Regions from separate parts of the Mus musculus genome. Here region 1 is linked to region 2. Evidence: chromatin contacts called from public Hi-C data. All regions are on one chromosome and are shown on one strand. The core of a region is the stretch at or near the end of the contact, and the rest is flanking DNA. Distances in the headings are between cores, read along the strand shown. Region 1 holds the start of Cand2 (cullin-associated and neddylation-dissociated 2 (putative)). Region 2 overlaps Raf1 (v-raf-leukemia viral oncogene 1).

Region 1 (6,666 bases), core at 1,995-4,494, 150 kb after region 2:
GAGGTGTCAAACTCTTCTCTTGTCTTGAGACCTAACAGACTTTGGAGGGCAGGGGCAGAATACTGGCTGTCCTTTTTGTCTCTTTATACTATTGATTTCAATCTTTAAGCATGGCTATTGAACACCCAGAAGTTCCATTAAAAACAGTCTCGAAGGAAGAATGATGATGGAAATTTAAATTTTGTAACACATAAAATGAATAGATTTTACTGTTGGGCGGTGGTGTTGCACACCTTTAAGCCCAGCACTCAAGAAGCAGAGGCAGGGCCAGGGGCAGGGGCAGGGGCAGGGGTAGAGGCAGGCAGATCTCTGAGTTTGACTCCAGCCTAGCCTACAGAGTGAGTACAGGACAGCCAAGGCTACACAGAGAAACTCTGTCTTTTGGTTTTTTTATAAGATTCATTTATTTATTATATGTAAGTACACAGTAGATGTCTTCAGACACCCCCATAAGAGGGCATCAGATCTCAGATCTCATTACAGATGGTTGTGAGCCACCATGTGGTTGCTGGGATTTGAACTCAGGACCTTCAGAAGGGCAGTCAGTGCTCTTAACCGCTGAGCCATCTCTCCAGCCCACCCTGTCTTGAGAAACCAAAATTAACTAGTTAATTAATTATGGGTAGAAGGATGGCTCAGTGGTTTAGAGCACTTGTTATTCTTCTTTTAAAAAAAGATTTATTTATTAATTTATTTTATGTATGAGAGTACACTGTAGCTGTACAGATGGTTGTGAGCCTTCTATGTGGTTGTTGGGAATTGAATTTTAGGACCTCTGCTCACACCGGTCAACCCTGCTTGCTCAGGCCCAGAGATTTATTTATTATTTTACATAAGTACACTGTAGCTGACTTCAAACACACCAGAAGAGGGCATCAAATCTCATTACGGGTGGTTGTGAGCCACCATGTGGTTACTGGAATTTGAACTCAGGACCTTCAGAAGAACAGTCAGTGCTCTTACCCACTGAGCCATCTCGCCAGCCCTGAGCACTTGTTACTCTTGCAGAGGACCTGGGTTCAATTCTCAGCACCCACATGGTGGTTCACAACCGTCTATAACTCTAGTTCCAGGGGATCTGACGCCCTCCTCTGGCCTCTTCGGGTACTGCATTCACATGGTACACAGACATACATGCAAGCTAAACATTCATATACATAAAATAAGACAAACCTTTAAATTACTTTAAAAAGTTTGATTGGAATACAAATCCAATGTAAGATGATGCACTCTACAGTTAGAAAACGCATGCTTTCATTCAACACATGCAGGCTTCCAGAGTCCCACTAAGTGCTCAAGGAGTAAGATCTGAAACTCTGAACTGTAAACAGGGTTTACCAGAGGAGTGAAATAGCAACCTTTACCCAAATCAGTCTATTGTTATAAAAAATGAAAAAGGGGGCTGGAGAGATGGCTCAGTAGTTAAAACCATTTATTGCTCTTGCACAGGTCCTGGGGTCCCAGTATGCATGTGACAGCTCACAACAGTGGGTAACTACAGTTTCTTGGAGTCTATTGCCCTCTTCTGTCCTTCATGGGTACTGCAATATATATATATATATATATATATATATATATACACACACATATATATATATACACACACATATATATATACACACACATATATATACATATACATATACACACATACATATATACACACATATATATACATATATACATACGCATACATACATACACACACACACACACATATATATATATATATATATATATATATATATATATATATATACACACACATATACATATGTGTATGTGAGCAAGAAACTCCTAGATACAAAATACAAATAAATAATAATGATAAAATGTAAAAAATTCCAATTTTGTCTCCACTGTCATTTACTAAATAACTGCCTAAGGTGCCAAGTGATTGCTATATTTCTCCCTGGGAGTATTCACAGTCCCCTGAAGGGCTGTCTCCCCTTCTCATTCATGAAACAATGACTTTCTTCTGGGATGGCCACATAGGTGTGAGCGAGACAGGAGCAAGAAGACTAGGAGAAATGTAGAGGTCCCTAGCCTCCAAGGCTTGGGACTTTGTAGCCACTGTTCAGTCATCTAGAGGAAGAGAAGTTGGATTAGGAGTCGGAAATCAAAGATGTAGCAGATGTCTCATTTAAATCCTTCCTTTCTTTATCTTTTTTTCTAAAGACAGGATCTATGTAGCCAAGGTTGAAATTTTGATCCTCCTGCCTTCCTGCCTTCACCTGCCAAGTTCTGGAATTGCAGGTATGAGACACCCCAGCCCCCTAGATTTCCTTTTACCAACCTGAGGGTGTGGCTCTGTGGTAGAGAAGAACCAAAACAGAAATTTTAATACATTTAAGATAAAACTTTCTTAACCAGGGTCTTGGTGCATGCCTTTAATCTCAATACCTGGGAGAAAGAGGCAGGCAGGTCTCTGAGTTTGAGGCTAGCCTGGTCTACAAAGTGAGTTTCAGGGCAGCAATTACTATACAGAGAAACCTTGTCTCAAAAAACAAAAACAAAAACAAAAAAGAAAAAACAAAACAAAGCAAGAAAGATAAAGGTTTCTTTTATTCCTTTGAGTAACTAAAAATAGCCAGCAGAGGTTGTGTGACTCCCCAAGCTAGGTAGCAGAGATTTGAAGCGACACTTCCTTTCCAGTTTAAAGAGTCCCCCTAAAGATCTACGCGCGCGCGCGCGCACACACACACACACACACACACACACACCTCCTAACTGGGGAAAACTGTGATCAACTTTAGGGAACAGCTATTGCTCTCGGCTTTGGGAACCTGAAGTCCGTCCTTAATTCATCTCAGGTTCTTTGGCTGTGTGGAACCTGGTAGAATCTGGAATTGCCATCCCATGTCCCTGTTTGCATGAGTGCCATTGAGAGAGCAAAGTCAAGGGGTCTTCAAGGCACAATCGGGAGAAGGCGTGGTCAGGGCCGGGTGGTGAGCTGCTGGTGCCCATGCTGAGCAGAGCTGTCCAGGAGAGGGGGCCAGGCCCGTTACTTCAGTCCTGCTCGGGACAGGAGGGGAGAGAGAGAGAGAGAGAGAGAGAGAGAGAGAGAGAGAGAGAGAGAGAGAGAGAGAGAGAGAGAGAGAGAGAGAGAGAGAGAGAGAGAGAGAGAGAGAGAGAGAGAGAGAGAGAGAGAGAGAGAGAGAGAGAGAGAGAGAGAGAGAGAGAGAGAGAGAGAGAGAGAGAGAAGGGGCGTGGCCGGTGGGGGAGGGGGCGTGGTGGAGGGGAGGGGAGGCCGCGCCGCCATATTCGATTCGACCCGCAACCCCGCGGCGCAGCCAGCATGAGTACCGGTGCCTTCTACATCTCCAGCCTGCTGGAGAAGATGACGTCCAGCGACAAAGACTTCAGGTGCGCCCTGTGGGGGCTCGGGACTCGTTTTCAGGGGTCTCAGCCTGTCCCGGCCGCCCCTCTGCTCCCCTGCCCCCCCCCTGCGGACCCCTGTGGGAGCCCCCGGCCTCTTCGCCTGGGCCTGGCTGGGCCTGCAGCCCCGCCCCCAGCCTCTTCCCGCCTTTGCTGTGCTGGCCTCTCAAGTCCCCAACACTGGGCGCCCCCCAGGCTCTCCAGTGAAGTCCCCGTCGGCCTCTCTTTGGAACCCAGTGCAGTCCTCTTCTGACCCTCATTGAAACAGGCCGCTTCCCTGCACAACCTCCATCCAAGGCTATCTTCCGAGACCCACACTTCTGCCCGGTCTCTAGGTTACCCCATCCCCCGCACCCTGTACCCCTACCGGGTCTCCTAACCCTAACAAACTTTACTTTTCTTTCATCTCTTTCTTTTCATCCCGTGCCTTTTCTCCCTGGCCCCTCATCACCACCCCATCTTCCTTATTCCCCTCCTCTCCCAAGATGGTTTAGAGCAGGAAGCAAAGGTTGGGGTGAGGGCTATCTCTCTCCCCCATTCTTTTTCTCCTATCCTCCTCTCCAAACACCACAGAAACACAGGAACAGAGTTGGCAAGAGGAATGGGAATATCTGATGCAGCCCCTCTTGCAGGGGAAACTGAGGTTCAGTGATAAAAAGGGGTTGTTGGTCAGTTGTGGACCCTCAAGTCAACAGGACAGTGCACCATTCTGAGTCTTCTGTCACAGTAGTTATCCCTCCGATTACAAACAGGGAAAATTAGGTTCAGGGACATGAAGGGCCTGGATACAATGCTAACGGTAGGGCCAAGCAGAGTTGGAGGTGTCAGTGGGATTCCCAATCTAGCCAGTCCGGAGGGGCCAGAAGCCTATTTGTGTGGTCTGACCTTTTCCGTGTCCTGTAAATACAGTCCTCAAAAATCTCTGTGCAGCCCTAAGCCCCACAGTGGTAGTAGGGCTTGGGATCCTTTGCCCTGGCTTCAGATCTCGGCAACCATCACTAACTAGATCTGTAAGTGATGGGCAAAGTACTCCATGCCCTCTGAGCCTTAGCTTAGCTGTTTGTGCTTTAGGTAGCAGGTAAGTGCTTTGTGAATGGTTGTCCTGACTCTGTGCAGGGAAACGGGGCAGGTCCTGGTAGACTGTTCTTTGTTCTTTGGGCCCAAGTTCTTTCTGTTCTCCAGAAGTCTGGAGGGGGCTTTGACTTACTCAAAGTCACATGGCCTGCCAGAGTTGAGGGAATGACTCCTGGGCCTATCAGGGAGTTGGCTCTATCACTCAGGGCCTGAGAAGCCCTTTAAATCTGTCCCTGCCAGCAGCGTTGAGGACACCTAAAACCACCCTGAGCATATGAGAATGGTTTCTATTTTTAAAAGTCTGAATACCAAGAGCCTGAGCCTCCTCCCAACCCCCGCCCCCCACCAGCTGTCCAGGCACCATGTGTCCCAGTGTCCTATGGTGCTGCCTCTCAACATGGCAGGAGACCATGGCTTATGGTTCCCAGCGGGGAATGTCTGACTGGGGTTCCAGGCAAGGGACAGCCAGCCTTGGTTCTCAGTTTTATTTGGGGATCAGACTCTTGACAGAGAAAACCAAGAACTTGAGAGGTCTGACAGGGATGTCCAAATCCTTTTTCACTGAGGCAGTGCTGTTTGAGGATTCAGGTGACCTACCTCACGCTGGTGCTTCGTAACCTCTCTGAGCCTGCTTGCTCAGATTGACCTATTAAAACCCTCAAGGATGCTGTGGGAGAGGGGCAAAGACAATTTCCGTTTTATTCATGGAAAAACCGAGGCTTGGGGTTAAGGAGGCAGCTGGCCAAATTTTACCTCACTGATAAGACAAGTATGTTTACTTAAAGCCTCGCTCTGCTTTGGAGCTCTTGCTTGTCAAATTATTATCCCCACCACCCCAGCACCATGACATTTCCTCTGAGAGTGATGTCTGCAGACCTGAGGTGTTTGAAATGCTGCGGTATATTTGTGAATGTTGATTTCTGGGTTCGGGTTTCCACGAGGCCGCTTGGCTCTAAGCCAGTGGTTCTCAACCTTCCTAACACTGCACACCTTTAATACAGTTCCTTGTGTTGTGGTGACCTCCAACCATAATATGAATTGGTTGCTACTCATAACTATAATTTTGCTATTGTTCGGAATGGTAATGTAAATACTTGATGCAGGATATCTAATATGTCTCACACACACACACACACACACACACACACACACACTCCAAAAAGGGGCCTCGATCCACACCTCTGCTCAAGGTCTGTTGAGCACAAACTCTCCTGCCCTCACCCTGCTCCCTTGTCAGACCTGTTCCTTGCTGAGCTTGGAGTATTAGATGTGAGCCTGCTGAGCAAGAGTATGTGTGCACGCACATGTGTTTATGTGTGTGCAAGATATGTGCATATATTTATGTATGTATGTTTGTTTGTGTGTACATGTGTGAAAGTATATGTATTCATATATGTGTGTGTATGTGCATGGTATGGGGGTTATTATGTGTATGTGTATATATGTGGGGATATTATATGTCTTTCTGTGTGTGTGTGTGTGGGTGTGTGTGCATGAAGTGTTCTCATACATTCGCTGTATGGGAGAAAAGTGCTGTCAAGGAGGGGTGCAAAGTCCTGAAGTGACTATCTAGGGAGACTGTAATGCTTAGGTGTGTGTTGGTCAGGGTGATCAGGATCACCCCTGAAGCAGGAACATTTGCATCAAACTCTTTTTTTTTTTAATTTATTTATTTATTATATGTAAGTACACTGTAGCTGTCCCCAGATACTCCAGAAGAGGGCATCAGATTTCGTTAGGGATGGTTGTGAGCCACCATGTGGTTGCTGGGACTTGAACTCGGGACCTTCGGAAGAGCAGTCGGCGCTCTTAACCACTGAACCATCTCACCAGCCCTGCATCAAACTCTTGATGGGTGCGCTAGTTGGTTTTCCAAGTCAGGTTGACACAAGCTAGAGTCACCTAAGAAGAGGGAACCATAATTGAGAAAATGCCTCCATAAGATTGATCTAGAGATAGACTGTGGTCCATTTTTTAAAATTAGTGATTGACTGGGGAGGGTGCATCCTGTTGTGAGTGATGAGGGCCCTGGGCAGATAGACTTGGGGATATAAGGAAGCAAGTTGGAAGAGTCATTCGTGCCTGTATGTCAGTAAGCAGCGCTCCTCTATGGCCTCTCTGGGCGTAGTGGCACATGCTTTTAAACCTCCACGGCCTCTGTCTCAGTTCCAGGCTTTCAGTGATAGTGTCTTAGTCAGGGTTTCTATTCCTGCA
Region 2 (6,807 bases), core at 479-2,978:
AGGACTCACAGATTGCTTGTTCTCCCCTATAAAGTAGTAGGCTCCACACTTGTTTTTGTGGTAAACAGGAGCAGTCACTCCTCTGTCTAAGAACTGGGGGCAAGAAAGAGCAAATTTGTCCTGAACCTGAATTTATTTTTATAAGAAAACCTGTTATTACCTGTGTGCTTTTCACTTGGTTGTTCATGAACTGCAGAGGGGGCTCCTTGAGTTCTGTCTGCACAAGAAACTGCACTGCAAGTTTTGAAGGAGTCAGTAGCCATTAAACCTAAATTTAATTTATTTTATTAAAATAACATAAGGAACCAACTGTATTGGCTCAATAAAAACAAAATTAAAACCCAAAATCATTAAGAAAACCTGTATTCCTGGCTTTCTTACAGACAAGGATGTGGCTACAGATAGGGTTGGGCCGCGGCCCACCCCATAGGGGCAGCTCCTGGAAGACAGATTCAGCACGTGGGAGGCTGCCAAAGGTGGAGCACCGCGCTTGGAAAGCCATCCACACAGGACACCTTAGACACAGTTTGTCCACAAAGTTCTGTAGTACCAAAGCAGGCTCCCCCAGGTGGCCAGGACTCCATGTGCAAAACTGGCACTGCACCACTGTCCATATAGGCTCAAGGAGCCAAGTTCCCAATTGCATGTCCCTGCAGCAGCCGGAGTGCCCTACCTTCTCCAAGGCCACTTGCCCTACAAATACTCAGCTGACTTGTATACCTCTGGAGCTGAGCAGGCTTTCTTGGTGGACAGCTTCCATTTCCAGGGCAGGAGGGGTAGAAAAGAAGGCAATATGAAGTTAAGGCCCTGTGAGTAGTCTAGGTCCTTAGCAGCAGCAGCTTTTCCAAAAACATGCATTCTGCCCCCAAGGAAACAGAAAGTGGTGCCTGCTGACTCTTCTTCGTCCCCTGGTGGCCTAAGAACAGCTACATCATCAGCTAGAAGACTGGTAGCCTTGGGGATGTAGTCAGCGTGCAAGCATTGATGTCCTCAGTGTGAGCTGCCCGATGCAGGGAAGGCTCAGAGGCGCTCCTGTTGATTTTCGGCAGAGAGTGCTGAAGCAGCTCGATGGAAGACAGGATCTGAAACAAGGCCCCACGTGGTCTCATTAGTTGGAAACTTGGTATCTCCCCAACCATACCAAGAGCTTGTGGAGGTCCTCTCTCCACCGACCCAATCCTGGCCCACATTTACATCCTTAGAATGTTATATTTCAACTGAGCTCTCTAACCTGGGGAAACAAAGGTCTCTCTTCTTTGACTTTCTTCACACAGTCAGCCACCAACCTCTTCATTGCCTTGGGGCAGTTCTTGTAGAGCCTGCTGAGATCAGGGGATGCATACCCACGGCCTACCATGAAGATGATCTAAAGAAGAAACAGTTGAACAAAGGAGTCTGTGAAGGAGAGTCCCAGGACTAAGTAGCCCCTCACTGTGTCGCCCGGCCATGCAGATCACCTGGTCTCGGTTGTTGATGTGGGCGTAGGGAAGCTCCCCAGCCATCAGCTCGTACAGCACGATGCCGTACGAGTACACGTCGGACTGGAAGCTGAACGGGTTGTCATCCTGCATCCGGATTACTTCTGGGGCCTGTAAGGATGAAGTGTGTTAATCCCTAGGGAATGACCTCCAGAGACATTGAGGAACCAGGCTATTTTAACTAGTCAGGAAGGAAGTTCAAGTCCTTAGCCCAGGGTAGCTCCTCCCACAAAACCCCACAGGCGCTGGCCTCTGTTGCTTTGCCAGGATATGCGGTTTTGCCTTAAGCTAACTGACACCACAGATCAACCAGACCCCCATGGCTGTGCAGAAATGCTGTCAAATTTTGCACCCTACTCTGGCCCAGTAATTCCATCATGTTGTGTGGGGCCAGCTTCCTCACCATCCACAGCACAGAGCCAGTGGGCTGTTCAACCTGCTGAGAACCACTCCAGCGTGACTTCACTGTTGCCAAACCAAAATCTCCAATTTTCACCGTGAGGCCTTCATGGAGAAATATATCTCGATGCTTGTTAAGGAGACTGACAGTTTATACTGTTTATAACAGTGCTTCTGGCCTCCTTCACTTCACTACTAAATCTTTCAGGAGACAGGGAACGATGGCATGCGCACACTCAATTACAGGGCCCCACACTGCTTATCCCCTCTGCCTACATTTGGTACTCAGGTTTACCACCCAACTGGTCTACATTGTGACTTCTGTCAGCTTACTGCTAGGTAACAGGCAATTTTGGTCTGATTTGTGACCTGCTGATTTATTGGAATTCAAGCCTTAAATCTTGGCCCAGTGCTTAGCTGCCGAAAAAGAATGACCTCAAGAAAGGAGGTCATGGCCACCGAATAAGCATAGCTCATTGGCCATGCAGAACAGCTGAGTTTAACCACCCTGCCATGTGCCATCTTACAGCATGAAAGGTGCAGTTGGTAAGGAGATGCTATTTCTAACAGTGGCCTCTAGGCTGACTTCTGTACATTTAACAGAAAGTAGCCATTTTGAAATTTCTGGAATTCTGGGATACTGGTTCTAAGATGCTAATTCCAGGAGACCTTAAGAAATATTGTGTCCTTTGAGTTAAAAATAGGAGGTCAGGTGATTAGTGGAATTTTGGTTGAAGTCTGACTCACAATAGTTACAGTGGGCCTTCAAACTGTTTCCCCTGGGAAAAGCTAAATGGAAGCCTTTAGCAGGGTCTCTGCCAGGGATGGGAACCAAAAGTGTCACATCCCTGGCAGAATTGCAGCAATCAGTGCTACCATCAAAGACTTGAAAGATGCAGGGGTGGTGATTCATGGCCAGTACAGAAGACAGATGGACTGTAAAAAGTGACAGGCTATACCAGATGTGGTGTCCTTACTTGAGCAATTAGCATACTTCCTGATATACGATGTGTAGCTACTGACCTAGCAAATGCCTTTTTCTTTGGTATCTGTCCATAAGGACCACCAGAAGCAATTGCTTTTGATTAGAAAGATCAACAGTAAACCTTTAACTCTCCAGCCTTGTGTCATAACTTAGTTTGAAGGGATCTTGTTCATGTCTCTTCTACAAAATATCACATTGGTCTACTATATGGCTGACATTATGCTGGTCTGAAAAGTGAGCAGGAGGCAGCAATCACTTATGACTTGTTGGTATTAGATACATGCATCAGATACTTTCCCATCTGTATGCAGGCTTACACCTTCCATAGGCTCAATAGAAATAGATGCAATAACCTTCTCAAGCTATATTCTGGATAATCTAACCAGGCTGAGTTCAAGTCTATTTCAAGTGTGTATCGCCTCAGAAGGAATTATTTCCAGATCACTGTTGGTTAAAAAAAATAATAATAAAACCTTAAGGAACTCTCATGATCACCATGTTTGGCTTCTCAACTATATTTCTATTTTCCTTTAAAAGTCCCCTTCTCCCCATTCTGGCACCATGAACCATGTGTGCAAAAAGGCCCTTTTGGGTCCTTAAGCTGAGAACTCAATACCAAAGGATACTGTTGGATTTCATGTCTCTGTGGATGATGTTCTTTGCATGCAAATAGCTGTGAAGGAGAAAAATCACTCAGTTAACCACCTCACTGCCCTTCAGCTAACTGGTGGGTAGCACTGTGCTCTGCATATTGAAACTTGGATTTGCTCTGCAAACCAAGCCAGGCATTTCACCTCACATTCTGCCTATCCAAGACAAACCCAGAAGTGGGAAGGCAGATTGTCAGAGGCCGGGGATGGCTGTGAGCTGGATTTTTTTCTGGGCGGTAAGAACACAGAATGTAGTAATAGGATACAGAAAAGCCCCCAAGCCATACACTTCCAAAATAATTTGTATGGTATTTGAATTGTACCTGTGCTGCTTATGATTTAGAGTTCTGTATGAATTTTTTTGTTCTTTAGTTTTTCGAGACAAGGTTTCTATTTAGTCCTGCCTGTCCTAGAACTTGCTCTATAGACTATACTGGCCTTAAACTCAGAGATGCAACTTGCCTCTTGAATGCTGGGATTAAAGATATGCACCACCTATCTGGCTTCTGCATGACTTTAAGACAGAACGAAGCACTTATTTTGTAACACACCAACTACAGTCACCTGGCTGTAAGCACTAAGGAGCTCTGCACCCTCACCATAAGGGCACTTGGGAAACAAAGCTAAAGAGCACTGCCTGGTGGTCACCTGGTCACTCCACACCATGGGAGCAGAGACCCTAGAGATGACCTTTGAAAGAAAATGGATAATCAAAAGAGACAGTTTGGGTGTCAGGCAGCTTACAACTGATTCCAGCCCCAGGGGGACTCCTGAATACTGGCACTCATACCTACACAAAGATCCACATAAATATACATAATTTTAAAAAAATTTTTTGAATTGTAATTGAGAAAAGTGCCGGTGAGGAAAGGGTATCTCCCTGTAGGCCATGGCTGAGTGGACGGTCAGGCTGATGAGAAACGGGAACTCCGGACTTCCCATCCATGAATATCTGCTGTCAAAGAGCCACTCGATCCAGTCCCACAAAAGCAGCTCAAGGGTTCAAGCCACAAGGACTCACCAAACCGTGTACTTACTCCATTCCCTGAGCTGTCTGTCGGGCAATGTCAATTAGCTGGAACATCTGGAATTTGGTCTCCTGGACATGCAGGTGTTTGTAGAGACTGCTGCCTTCACACCACTGAGTCACAATCGCCAGGTTGTCCTTTGTCATGTACCCCATGAACAGCAGGATGTTAACATGCCGTGTTTTGCTAAGGGGAGGAGGGGAGCACAGCTGTGAGACCATCCTTTGTCCACCTCCACGCTAGCTAGCCTTGCTTACAGAGAATGCACTTTGCACAGTCTGTCCAGCTCATCCCTACTAATCTAAGAGTGATTCCGTGACTACACTGAGGGTTTGAGCTCCAGAGCAAAGCAGATTAGCTATAAAAGATGCTATTAGCTATAAAAAGAAATAAAGGTTCAAAACAATCTCACTACCACAAACCAAACCCCATAGAGCTGTACAGAGAAGGGGTGTGTCCATGAAAAGGGCTCTTCTGGCTTCCAGCACATATATACACTGGAGGAGGACCGTCCCTTAAAACCTTAAAACCCACAGCAGGTGCTGACCTGCACAGCCTGGCCCTAGCTAACCCTGCTGTCCAGGGACTAGGCTCACCGCAAAACAGCCACCTCGTTCCTGAAGGCCTGAAGTTGCTCTGGAGTTGGGTCAACCACCTTTAGGATCTTTACTGCAACATCTCCTGCAAATTAATTTGTAGTCATACTTGTTATATAGTCTTTGTTTCTCAAATACCTTAGGATCTATGTGCATCTTACCTTGTTTTCTTTTGTTTTGTTTGAGGCAGGTTCTCACTGGGACCCAGGACTCATTGACTAGGGTTAACCAGTGAGCCCCTTTCTACCTCCCCAGTACTGAGAATGCAAGTCAGTACAACCACAGCTGAATGTTTATGTAACTGCTGGGGCTTGAATTCAGATCCTCATGTTTGGATGGAAAGCTCTTTTTACCAACTAAGCCACCTCCCAGCTTTTCAAAAAACCCTAATTCTAAGGAAGATAGGGAGTCACTTTTCAAAGAACATATATGCAGGTAGAACAAATATGCCAACTAATATACATCAAGTGGGTGAGACGCTTCAATGCTACTCATACCCATGGAGGCCTTCAACAAGCGCATATCCACTTGAGCGTCAAGGTAGGTCATATGAGCTAGCTCTACAGCTTTACCCTGTGAAGATAAAAGTAGTGCCGAGGCCATGGGTAGCCCACCAAATACAAAGTGATGAGGAGGCAGGCCCTTCTCAAGTTGAAAGGGGTTCTTTACCAGTGGGAGCAATAGGGATACTGAAACCTTGCTGCGTTGCAGCGTGTACGTACAACTACTGAACTTATTCTGCAGAGAGGAAGTAGAAATAGAGGTCCTATCTTCTAAATAGAGAACTAGAACAGGGAGGTAAGTAGACCCACAATCCTGTCTTTTAGTAGTGGCAGCAATCCAAGCAACCTCTCTATATCCTCAGAAACACCCAGGAGTCAGCTTGCTTTCAGAGATAGTTAGAAGTCTCATTCAAATATGTTTTATATAGAAGTATTAACAATAATAAACTTGGAACCTTGTAAAGATCCCAGTTTGGGGACAAGGTTAGGGAAAGGCGTTGAGACAATGTTTCATCCTGTAGTCCTAGAACCCTAAACCAGGCTGACCTTGAACTCTCAGAGAACTCATCTCTGCCTCCCAAGTATGCCACCACTTCCCTGCAAGGACTTTAAATTTTCATAAGGCTGGCTAGAAACAGAGGCGGGGGCCAGCCTAGGCTACATACCAACACCTTGTCTAAAAAAACCAGTCGGTTACCCATGGCAGCAATGATCAAAGTCTGAGTCAGTTGTGAACAATGGTAAAGGCAGGGTTCCCAGGAGGTCCCTGTCTTGACCCCTGTGAGCTCCAGATTATCATCTGTACCTGACCTGACAGCTGACATGTCCCAGCACCGAAGGAAGGCACAGGCTGCTGGAGAGAATGCAGCTCATCTGAGTGAAAGAGAAGCAGTGCTGAAGCCACCAGTCCAGCACAGTGGCCAGAAACCATGTGTGCCCCAGGGGCTGCACTGGCCAAGGAAGGAAGATTGCTGCACGGCTGTGAAGTCTGAGACAAGATAGTAGCTGGGCTCAAAGACTACTGAGAAGTGAGGAGTGTATGGAGGTAGTGGACTGTAAGCACTAGGAGGAATATTAGAAAGGATAGTCTAGACTGCATCAGAAACAAAAGTAAGGAGTCTTGTGGACATGTAACTGAGCACTCGTAGAACAGAAGAGCTAGAGAAGA

Evidence for each region. Hi-C and Micro-C count contacts between places; a contact is called where the count stands out from the background.
Region 1: a contact with region 2 is called in a Hi-C map of double positive thymocytes, with 6 times the contacts expected there. The contact joins the promoter of Cand2 here to the enhancer-like site in region 2. A contact is called at or near these places in 16 of 39 promoter capture datasets (3T3-L1-derived adipocytes, the C10 cell line, HPC-7-derived erythroid cells and 11 more), 1 of 15 datasets of contacts at CTCF or cohesin (large pre-B cells), 55 of 484 Hi-C or Micro-C datasets (the AML12 cell line, B cells, the Ba/F3 cell line and 30 more), 14 of 115 datasets of contacts at active chromatin or transcription factors (the HPC-7 cell line, craniofacial prominence, embryonic forebrain and 8 more) and 3 of 9 other capture datasets (adipose tissue, liver and pancreatic islet).

Annotation. Positions count from the first base shown.
Region 1 is chr6:115,771,313-115,777,978 of GRCm38.p6, forward strand. Cand2 (cullin-associated and neddylation-dissociated 2 (putative)) reads left to right here and starts at 3,245. Exons shown (of 15, transcript NM_025958.2): 1 at 3,245-3,366. The coding sequence starts at 3,299. It overlaps Mir7660 (microRNA 7660), which reads left to right and starts at 4,345; the gene lies at 4,345-4,407.
Region 2 is chr6:115,618,328-115,625,134 of GRCm38.p6, forward strand. It overlaps Raf1 (v-raf-leukemia viral oncogene 1), which reads right to left. Exons shown (of 17, transcript NM_029780.4): 11 at 5,137-5,221; 12 at 4,550-4,726; 13 at 3,489-3,535; 14 at 1,882-2,000; 15 at 1,458-1,589; 16 at 1,232-1,366; 17 at 242-1,082. The coding sequence ends at 939. It overlaps Mkrn2 (makorin, ring finger protein, 2), which reads left to right. Exons shown (of 8, transcript NM_023290.3): 8 at 1-343. Among named protein-coding and RNA genes, the nearest start is that of Mkrn2, 20 kb to the left of the region's middle. Within about 2 kb of position 1,729, at least 48 of the 459 cell types and tissues checked have an H3K27ac peak or open chromatin away from gene starts, as enhancers often do. A contact at or near this core is called in CD8 T cells, bone marrow-derived macrophages, double positive thymocytes and 3 more, where this site is marked.